Linked DNA regions of Macaca fascicularis: region 2 is linked to region 1. The links are chromatin contacts, called in public Hi-C maps. All regions are on one chromosome and are shown on one strand. Each heading gives the region's core, a stretch centred on a gene start, on an enhancer-like site or on the middle of the called end of the contact. The rest is flanking DNA. Distances are from core to core; before and after follow the strand shown. Region 1 holds the start of TTPAL (alpha tocopherol transfer protein like). Region 2 overlaps PKIG (cAMP-dependent protein kinase inhibitor gamma).

Region 1 (4,486 bases), core at 1,678-4,177:
CCAACCTATAAAAACAGAGACAGGGCTACAGGACCTTTAGGACAAAGTAAAATTTGGGACCATGGTGTCATACAGGCTTGAATTGATACCTAGCTCTCTCTTTCATATCTTGAGCCCTTAGGAGACTTTCTCTTTCTCAATATTTTACATTATTTTACTTTATTATTATTTTTTGAGACGGAGTCTCGCTCTGTTGCCCAGCCTGGAGTGCAATGGCATGATCTTGACTGACTGCAACCTCCACCTTCCGGGTTCAAGTGATTCTCCTGCCTCAGCCTCTAGAGTAGCTGGGATTACAGGCACCTGCCACCATGCCTGGTTAATGTGTCTATTTTTAGCAGACACGGGATTTCACCATGTTGGCCAGGCTGGTCTCAAACTCCTGACCTCAAGTGATCCACCACTCTGGCCTCCCAAATTGCTGGGATTACAGGCGTGAGCCACCAGGCCTGGCCTCTTTCTGGATTTTAGTTTCCTCTTCTGTAAATGGGACAATGCTAACTTGCTGTTCACAGGGTCATTGTAAGGTGAAATTAAGATCATACAAGCACAGTGCCTGGTATATATAATCATTCAAAAAGCAGAAACTCTTTTTGTTGTCATTGTTTATCGGAGACTTTCTAATCCTGAGATAATCTGGTTCTCTAAAATGTGATAACGGCCCTCAGTTGAGAGAAGGGGCAGGGATTTCTGGGGCATCTCTGAATCCTCTCCCTGACCTGCCCTTGAGACCAAGTTCTTCTCCTGCTGGCAGCATCTAGGATTGCCATCTGGGCTCCAGGCACCAGTAGTAGGTCCTAGGTTTGTGTGGAGGAGAGGGGCTTATTCCAATACCTAGGACAGAATGGTTAGGACAGGGTCATCCCTCACCCTTTGCCACAAGAGCTGCCATTTGGCAGGGCGCAGGAGCCCGGGCAGCCTCCTAGGTGGTTGGGATTACAGGCCTGGCTAATTTTTGTATTTTTAGTAGAGACAGGGTTTCACCAGGTTTGCCAGGCTGGTCTCAAACTCCTGAACTCAGGTGATCCACCTGCCTTGACTTCTCAAAGTGCTGAGATTATAGGCATGAGCCACCGCGCCCGGCTGTTTTGGGGTTTTCTTTTTGAGACAGAGTCTCGCTCTGTCACCCAGGCTGGAGTGCAGTGGCATGATCTCGGCTCACTGCAACTTCTGCCTCCCGGTTTCAAGTGATTCTCCTGCCTCAGCCTCCCGGGTAGTTGGGATTACAGGCGTGTGCCACCATGCCCAGCTAATTTTTGTATTTTTAGTAGAGACGGGGTTTCACCAGGTTGGCTAGGGTGGTCTCGTCGTACTCCTGACCTCAAGTGATCCACCTGCTTCAGTCTCCCAAAGTGCTGGGATTACAGCCACTGTACCCGGCCTTACCTTACGTGTTAAAAGATTTCACAGATGTGATTAATGTAAGGATCTTGAGATGGTAAGATTATTCTGGATTATCTGGGTGAGCCCAGTGTAATCCCAAGAGTCCTTACAAGAAAAGGGAAGCAGGAGGATCAGTCAGTAGTAGATGTGACAACAGAAGCAAGAGGTTGAGGTGATTTGAAGAAGGGGCCATAAGCTAAGGAATGCAGGTGACCTCTACAAACTGTAAAAGGAAAGGAACTGATATGCTTCCTCAAAATCCCCAGAAAGAATGCAGTCTTGCCAACACCTTGATTTCAGACTTTTGACCTAGAGAACAGCAAGAGAATATATCTGTGTTGTTTCAATCCATGAAGTTTGCAGTAATTCCTTGTAACAGTAACGGGAACATAATACATAGATTTAGCAAAGAAAACAAAATCCAGGATGCCCAGTTGTCATATTTGAATTTCCTATAAACAACAATTTTTAAAGTATAAATGTGTCCCAAATGTTGCATAAGACACGTGTGTGTGTGTGTGTGTGTGTGTTTGGAAAGGAACATACTTAAATGTTTATCTAAAATTCAAACTGTAGTGAATGTTCTATATTTTGTCTGTCAATCCTAGAAGTGGTGAAACTGAAAGCAGGAGTCAAAACTCATGATTCGCAGGTCCCCTCCACACTGCTGCCCCCTGCCCCTCAATCTAGTATCTGGCAGAAACTGCCACTTTCTTGTGGCCCTCATGGGTCACTTACCATCTTCTTGGGACTCCTCCTGCTTCTGGGGTAAGAAAACGAAAAGACTGTTTAAGGTCGTCTCTTTGGGCTCAGAGTTCTCCTGGACCACCAGAATTTCTCTCTAGAAATGGCTTAGTGTCTACTCTGCCTCAGAGGGACCTAGGAGATTTGCCTCAAAGTTGCAGTTGCACAAAATACTTGCGGGGGGATCTTATTGACTGGGGTGGGAGTTAGTAAAGCCTTTGTCTGGAGGGAACATCATGAACCCCAAAGCAGGAAAAAAGTAATTATTGAATCAGGCTCCAGAGCAAGAATCAGGTTTCAGATAACGAAACAGAAGCCCAAGGAGGAATGGGGACTTGCTCCAGGTCACTCAGTTAATGACAGACAGACGTCCCCTGGTTTGGAATCTCCCCTTTTGGAGCAGCCAGTCCTGACAGCAGCCGTAGCTGGGGGGAGATCTAGAATGCTAATCCTGAGGTCTGGGTTTGAAGCCCTTTACTGCCTTGATTGCCAGTTTCCCTTTCCTGAAATAGGGGAAATGCATAAATATGAGGAGTTAATGAGATCATTGGATGTTAAACAACAGGTGCATGTTAGCATGTTCCTGGAAAATGGCAGCGTCTTTCCTTCCTTCTTTGAGCCTCAGTTTCCCCATCTATAAGTCGCGTTTGACAAGCGGCTGGTACCCAGCCATTCCAGGTCCACAGCACGGAGCTCTCACAGCTAGAGGGCGACTGAACGCCAGCGTTGCGGGGAAGTGTCACACATGCGCGCTCCTAGGCGGAGCCCCGCCTCCCACGCCCCGGAACGTCACTTCCGGCGCGAGGGGCCGGGCCGGCCGGGCAGGGAGTGCGGGTCGGTTCTGTGCGCGCTGCTGGACGAGGCTCCCGCCGCCGATTGACCCGCGCTCCGCCCGTAGCCGGGCCGGTGAGTGCCCGCGAGCCTGTCCGTGTGCCGTGGGGGCTAAGGAGAGGGACCCCTGAGAGGGAGGGATAACCGGAAGTGGGGACCAGAGGAGCGAGAGACCCCAGGAAATGGGGACACCTGGGGAGGGGGTGACAGCCGGAAGTGGGGGCCTCGGAAGGTTGTCCACGGGATGTGGGGTCTGGGGGCTCTAGGAGAGATGGCTTCCTGACCTCCTCTTGTTGAGAGGAAGGAGTGAAAAGGAAAGTGATGCTCCAGAAAGCGATGGGTTTCAGGTGGGGGAGATCTCTGGCTTCACCCTTACCAATGGTGTCTGTATCTCAGTCATATGTCCGCCTGTCAGCTCATTCACCAGCCTGTGACTGAGCCCTGCTGAGCGCTCGGCATTGCTGAGTCCCTGGAGAGTCAACATGAAGCTCCAGGTGGAGGGTAGAGATTAGAAGACCAGGGTGGGGCTAGATGCATCCTTGCTCTGCCTCACCGGGTGTGCCCCCTTGGGCGCATCGCTTAACCTATAGCCTCCGCTGATGTGTACAGACCACTGCCATGTGCCAGGCACTGGGGGTGGCAGTGGACATGGAAGACAAGCCCTCTGCCCTCGTGGAACTTACATTCTAGGGGACAGTCCTTTTTGTCTTTTGTAAAATGGGAACAGTAATAGCGCTCTCACCAAATACTGTGAAGATTAAATGAGGAAATGGGTAAAGGGCTTAGCAATGCTTGATACATGGTAAAATGCTCAAGTATGCATTCTCTTCATTCCACTATGATGTAAGCTTCATTAGGCGAGGAATTATATTTGCGTCTGTGTTCCCAGTGCCTGTGAGCACAGTGCCTGACATACATGGTAGGTGATCAGTAATTATTTGATAAATGAGTGGGTGGTAAAACTGACTCTGGAGAGTTCTATGTAAACGCCCATGGCATTGGACTGTAATTCTAAAAAAGAAATAGGAACCCAGTTCTGTGGAAAACTGGAGGGAATCACCCTCAGGGAGTTTGGGAAGGATTCACAAAGGAGGTGACATGGCAGCTGGGCCTTGAAGGCCATGAGCTGTGGAGTTAGGAACAAATTAGAAGAGGAAATTCCAGGCAGAGTGTATCAGAAGTGCACGAGTTGTTCCAAGGATGATGGCTCATAGTTTGTTTTGACTGGCATTTAATGTGCATCAAGATGGGATGAGATGGAAAATGAGGCTGGAGAGGGGCTTTGAGGTGAGGCTTGTACCTTGTGAACACTGTGGTTTGTCGCTCAGGTAGACACTAGATGGGACTGCAGGCATCTCTTGGTGGCTTCCATAAAAACAAAGCCATAGGTGTTCCATTCCTCACTTAGCATATCTCTGCCAACCAGACTAAAGTCATTCAACAAATATTTATGGAGTGCAGACTATGTGTCTAACACCACGTTAGGTGCTGGGTTTAAGGTGATGAACAAGACAAACTTGGATGTTGC
Region 2 (4,561 bases), core at 1,731-4,230, 140 kb after region 1:
GGAAATTACTGAGACTTGGCCGGGCACAGTGGCTCACGCCTGTAATCCCAGCACTTTGGAAGGCCGAGGCGGGCGGATCACGAGATCAGGAGATCGAGACCATCCTGGCTAACACAGTGAAACCCTGTCTCTACTAAAAATACAAAAAATTAGCCGGGCGTGGTGGCGGGCGCCTGTAGTCCCAGCTACTCGGGAGGCTGAGGCAGGAGAATGGCGTGAACCCAGGAGGCAGAGCTTGCAGCGAGCAGAGATCGCGCCACTGCACTCCAGCCTGGGCAACAGAACGAGACTCCGTCTCAAAAAAAAAAAAAGAAAAAAAAAGAAAGTACTGAGGCTCAGATATTTTGTTGTAGCAGCACAAAACGGACTGAGAGATAGGAACTAACTTCTGTGGGGAGAATTTGGCAGTACCTATTATAATAAAAAAGTCACAGATCCTTTGAGGTGGCAATTCCACTTTTATGGAAACAACTCTCAGGTCCATCAATAGGGAGGTAATTAAATCAGTCTACAACAGTGAGATAACAGAGTATCATGCGGATAATAAAAGGAACAATTTAGTTATTACTTTGGGTTTGTTTTCAGTGTGTTGATGTAATCAGTGCTGCAGTGGCTTCAGAGTGATCTACAGTTGTTTCCAAGGCGTGTGTGTGTGTGTGTGTGTGTGTGTATGTGTGTATGTATGTGTGTATATATATAATTTTTTTTTAATAGAGTCTCACTGTGTCACCCAGGCTAGAGTGCAGTGGCACAGTCGCAGCTCACTGCAGCCTCTGCCTCCTGGGTTCAAGCAATTCTCCTGCCTCAGCCTCCTGAGTAGCTGGGACTACAGGTGTGCACCACCACACTCAGCTCATTTTTGTATTTTTAGTAGAGATGGGGTTTCACCATGTTGGCCAGGCTGGTCTTGAACTCCTGACCTCAAGCGATCCACTCACCTCGGCCTCCCAAAGTCAAGACACATTTTTAAATGAAAAAAATGCAAGATGGAAAATAAAATTTTGTTTTAAATAAAGGAAAAAAGAAGGGAAGGAGAAAAAGAGGGAACATGTATATTGCATAGATTTTGTCTGGAAGGACACCAAAACGTGCTTGCCTTGGGGAGGGTGTCTGGATCAGATGGGAGGGAGATTAAGGTCTTATCTCTGTCCTTTTGGACCTTTTGAGTTTTAGACCACATTTACACATAGTCTAAAATTAAGTAATTTTAAGACTAAGTGAATATTTCACTATAAAAAAGGAAATATAATGGATTTTTAAATCACTTACAAAAATATTAATGTATGTAATTATATCACTGATATTCTTTTTCATTTAACTATATGTGAACATTTTGCTATGTCTTTAAAAAATATTCACAAACATCATTTTAATGCCTGAATGGTATTTCATTTAGATATAAATTAGTTAAGTATGTATATATTAATAATTCTCCATTGACACATCCATTAGGAACTCATTTTGGTGTCTTTAGTTTCCTGCTATTATAAATAATACTGTAGGCCAGGCACAGTGGCTCAGTCCTGTAATCCCAACATTTTGGAAGTCCGAGGCAGGAGGATAACTTGAGCCCAGGAGTTTGAGACCACGAGTTTGAGACCACCTTGGTTAACATAATGAGATTCCCATCTCTGAAAAAAAATGAGCCAGGCGTGGTATAGTCCCAGCTACTCAGGAGGCTGAGGCAACAGGATCGCTTGAGCCTAGGAAGTTGAGGCTGCAGTGAGCCATGATTGTACCACTGCACTCCAGTCTGCGTGACACAGCGAGACCCTGCCTCAAAAAAAAAAAAATAATACTATGACGAACATTTGTGTACATTTATCTTCATGTAGATCTTGGATTATTTTCTTATAATAGATTATTATAAACTGATTTAGTAGCTCAAAGATATGTAAAAAGTTGAGGTTTCTGGATACACGCTGTCAAGTCACTGCCCAAGGAGGTCTTGGAAGTTTACACTCTAACAGGGTTTGAGAATGACCCTTTTCTGACATGATTTCCAACTCTGAGGATGCTTTATTTCCCCATTTGCTGTTGTCTTTAAAGATGAGAGGGTGAGTGACGAATATAAATGTGAGAGAAAAATTAAATTACGTGTTTGTGCTTTGGATTGGAGAGCTCTCCAGAGCCATCTTTGGAGTTGCTGCTCCCTGAGGGTATACGGTAGCCAGAGCATGTTGGCCTAGTTGATGTTTTCTAGGATTGGTCTTTGAGTGTGGCATTTGCTGTCTCCATGTCCTGAGGCCCAGTGTCCTGCACTGGGCAGCTTGTAACATCAGATGGCATTGTGAGATCAAAGCCCCAGGAGACGTTCCAGCACAAAGCTGGCCTTTCAGATGGAGCCTGTAACTCCATCCCATGGTGTCAGGTCCTAGTACAAGAACACCTACACAGCACTTCACGGTGCACGGAGGCCCTTCTCAACAGTCCAAGAAGGAACTGCTGCTCCTCCCCACAGAGGAGGGGGACAGCGGGGGAGAAGAGGGATAGGTACAAACTCCCTCTCCTTCAGAGAGTGAAATCCAGCGAGTGTGCATGGAGCACCTGCTCTTTACCAGGTGCTGGATGAGAATCAGGAAATGGAGCAGCCAGAGCCTGTTGGCTCAGCTGGGATTAGGTTTCAGCTGGACATGGGAAAAATCCAGACCAAATTCCTGTTCCTGTGGAGCTGACATTCTAACTGAGGAAGAGCTGAGGACTCGGAGGCTCCGGGAGCCAGTGTGGCCTGCTCGGCGTTTGTCCCTTTCCAGAGCAGCAGGTTTCAGGTGGGAATGAGGCCCTTCTTGAGCTGTGGCTTATACCGGCCTCACTCACCTCAAGAGGGCAGCTGTGGCCACTGCGTGCGTGATGTGTGTGAAAACACAGGCACCTGGGCCATGGTACCTTTCGTTATTGATGTGTGTGAAAACACAGGCACCTGGGCCATGGTACCTTTCGTTATTGTAGGAATTTTCGGCATCATTTTTATCCTCTGTTGTTACCGTTATCATAAGCCATTTCCCTGTCCTTAAGCACTGAGTGGCTTCCCCAGAGGGAGAGGGCAGGAGTGAACCTTCGTGACCTGCAGAAGGAGCCACCTCTGGAACTTCCGGGAATTCTGTTAGCCAAGGAGGAGCCAGAACGTGACTAGGGCAGCGCGCAAGGCTGCTAGGAAGATAGGCAGGGCGCGCCATCTGCTGCAGCCGGGGGGAATTGCCGTGGACAGTGTCCTGGCCCTCCTCTATTTTACACAGGGGAAACGAAGGCCCGAAGAAAGGCAGGGTCTTGCCCAGGGTTAGGTGGCAAAGCTTGGGTTTAAGGTCACGCGTCTCATGCTTTGCTTTTTCTACCATAGGACACCTCCCACCTCCCTGTCTCACCTGTCTGATCTTTGAGGGCCCCTAATTCATTCTTTAGCTAAGTGTTTCTTCTGAGCTAGGTGTTGTGGGGGATGTGGGCCCAGCCCTCCATAGTGATCCTCTCTCTCTTTCTCTCTCTCTCTCTCTCTCACACGCACACACGCACACACACACGCACACGCGCACACACACACACACGCACGCACACACGCACCCGCACCCCTGCAGCACTTACTGGCTCAGTCCCACCCTGGGTGCCTTCTGGGCACTTCTGCCAGTGTCAGCTACCTTCGAAAAGCATTGCACAATAATTTGGGTTTATGAAAACTTCAACCATTGAAAAAATATAGACTTAGAAAACAAAAGTTCCCCTTACTCACAAAGAACCACAGTTGACAGGGTTGATACATGTTTTTTCAAATTTTTTTTTCATATGTCTGCTATCTTTCCCCACAGGAACTGGGTTTTATTTTACGTGTTGTTTTGCAACCTCTGTTTTTCAGTTGCCAGTTTATCTCAGATGTTGTCCTATGTCAGTACAGGCCCATCTGGCACATTTCTTACTTTATTATTTATTTATTTATTTTTTACTGACATGTCATTGTATATATTTGTGGGGTACAACTTGATGTTTTGATACATATATGTTGTATAATAATCAAATCAGGGCAGTTAGCATATCCATCATCTCATGCATTTATTTATTTCTGATGAGAATATTCAAAAGTCTCTCTAGTTATTTTGTAATATAGAATGCCTTTTTTTTTTTTTTGAGACGGAGTCTCGCTCTATCTTGCCCAGCGTGGAGTGCAGTGGCGTGATCTCAGCTCACGGCAATCTCTGCCTCATGGGTTCAAGCGATTCTCCTGTCTCAGCCTCCAGAGTAACTGGGACTACAGGCGTGTGCCACCACATCCGGCTAATTTTGTATTTTTAGTAGAGGTGAGGTTTCACCATGTTGGCCAGGCTAGTCTCAAACTCCTGACCTCAGGTAATCTACCTGCCTCGGCCTACCAAAGTGCTGGGATTATAGGCATGAGCCACGACACCCGGCCTAGAATGCCTTACTGTTAACCATCACCTTACTGTGCATCAGAATAGGAACTTACTGCTCCTATCTAAGTGTAACTATGTACCCGTTGACCAGCTTTCCATCCTTTCCTCTCCTTTCCCCTCCCTAGTCTCTGGTAATCATTGTTCTGTTCTCTCCTATGATATCG

What was found. A called contact is a pair of places that touch in the nucleus more often than the background predicts.
Region 2: a Hi-C map of liver shows a contact between it and region 1, with 4 times the contacts expected there. The contact joins the enhancer-like site here to the promoter of TTPAL in region 1. A contact is called at or near these places in 2 of 2 Hi-C or Micro-C datasets (liver and skeletal muscle).

Annotation. Positions count from the first base shown.
Region 1 is chr10:100,550,752-100,555,237 of T2T-MFA8v1.1, forward strand. It overlaps TTPAL (alpha tocopherol transfer protein like), which reads left to right and starts at 2,928. Exons shown (of 5, transcript XM_074005395.1): 1 at 2,928-3,033. The region is part of intron 1 of LOC102134906 (a long non-coding RNA gene); the gene reads right to left.
Region 2 is chr10:100,692,666-100,697,226 of T2T-MFA8v1.1, forward strand. The region is part of intron 4 of PKIG (cAMP-dependent protein kinase inhibitor gamma); the gene reads left to right. Among named protein-coding and RNA genes, the nearest start is that of ADA, 43 kb to the right of the region's middle. Within about 2 kb of position 2,981, at least 2 of the 6 cell types and tissues checked have an H3K27ac peak or open chromatin away from gene starts, as enhancers often do. A contact at or near this core is called in liver, where this site is marked.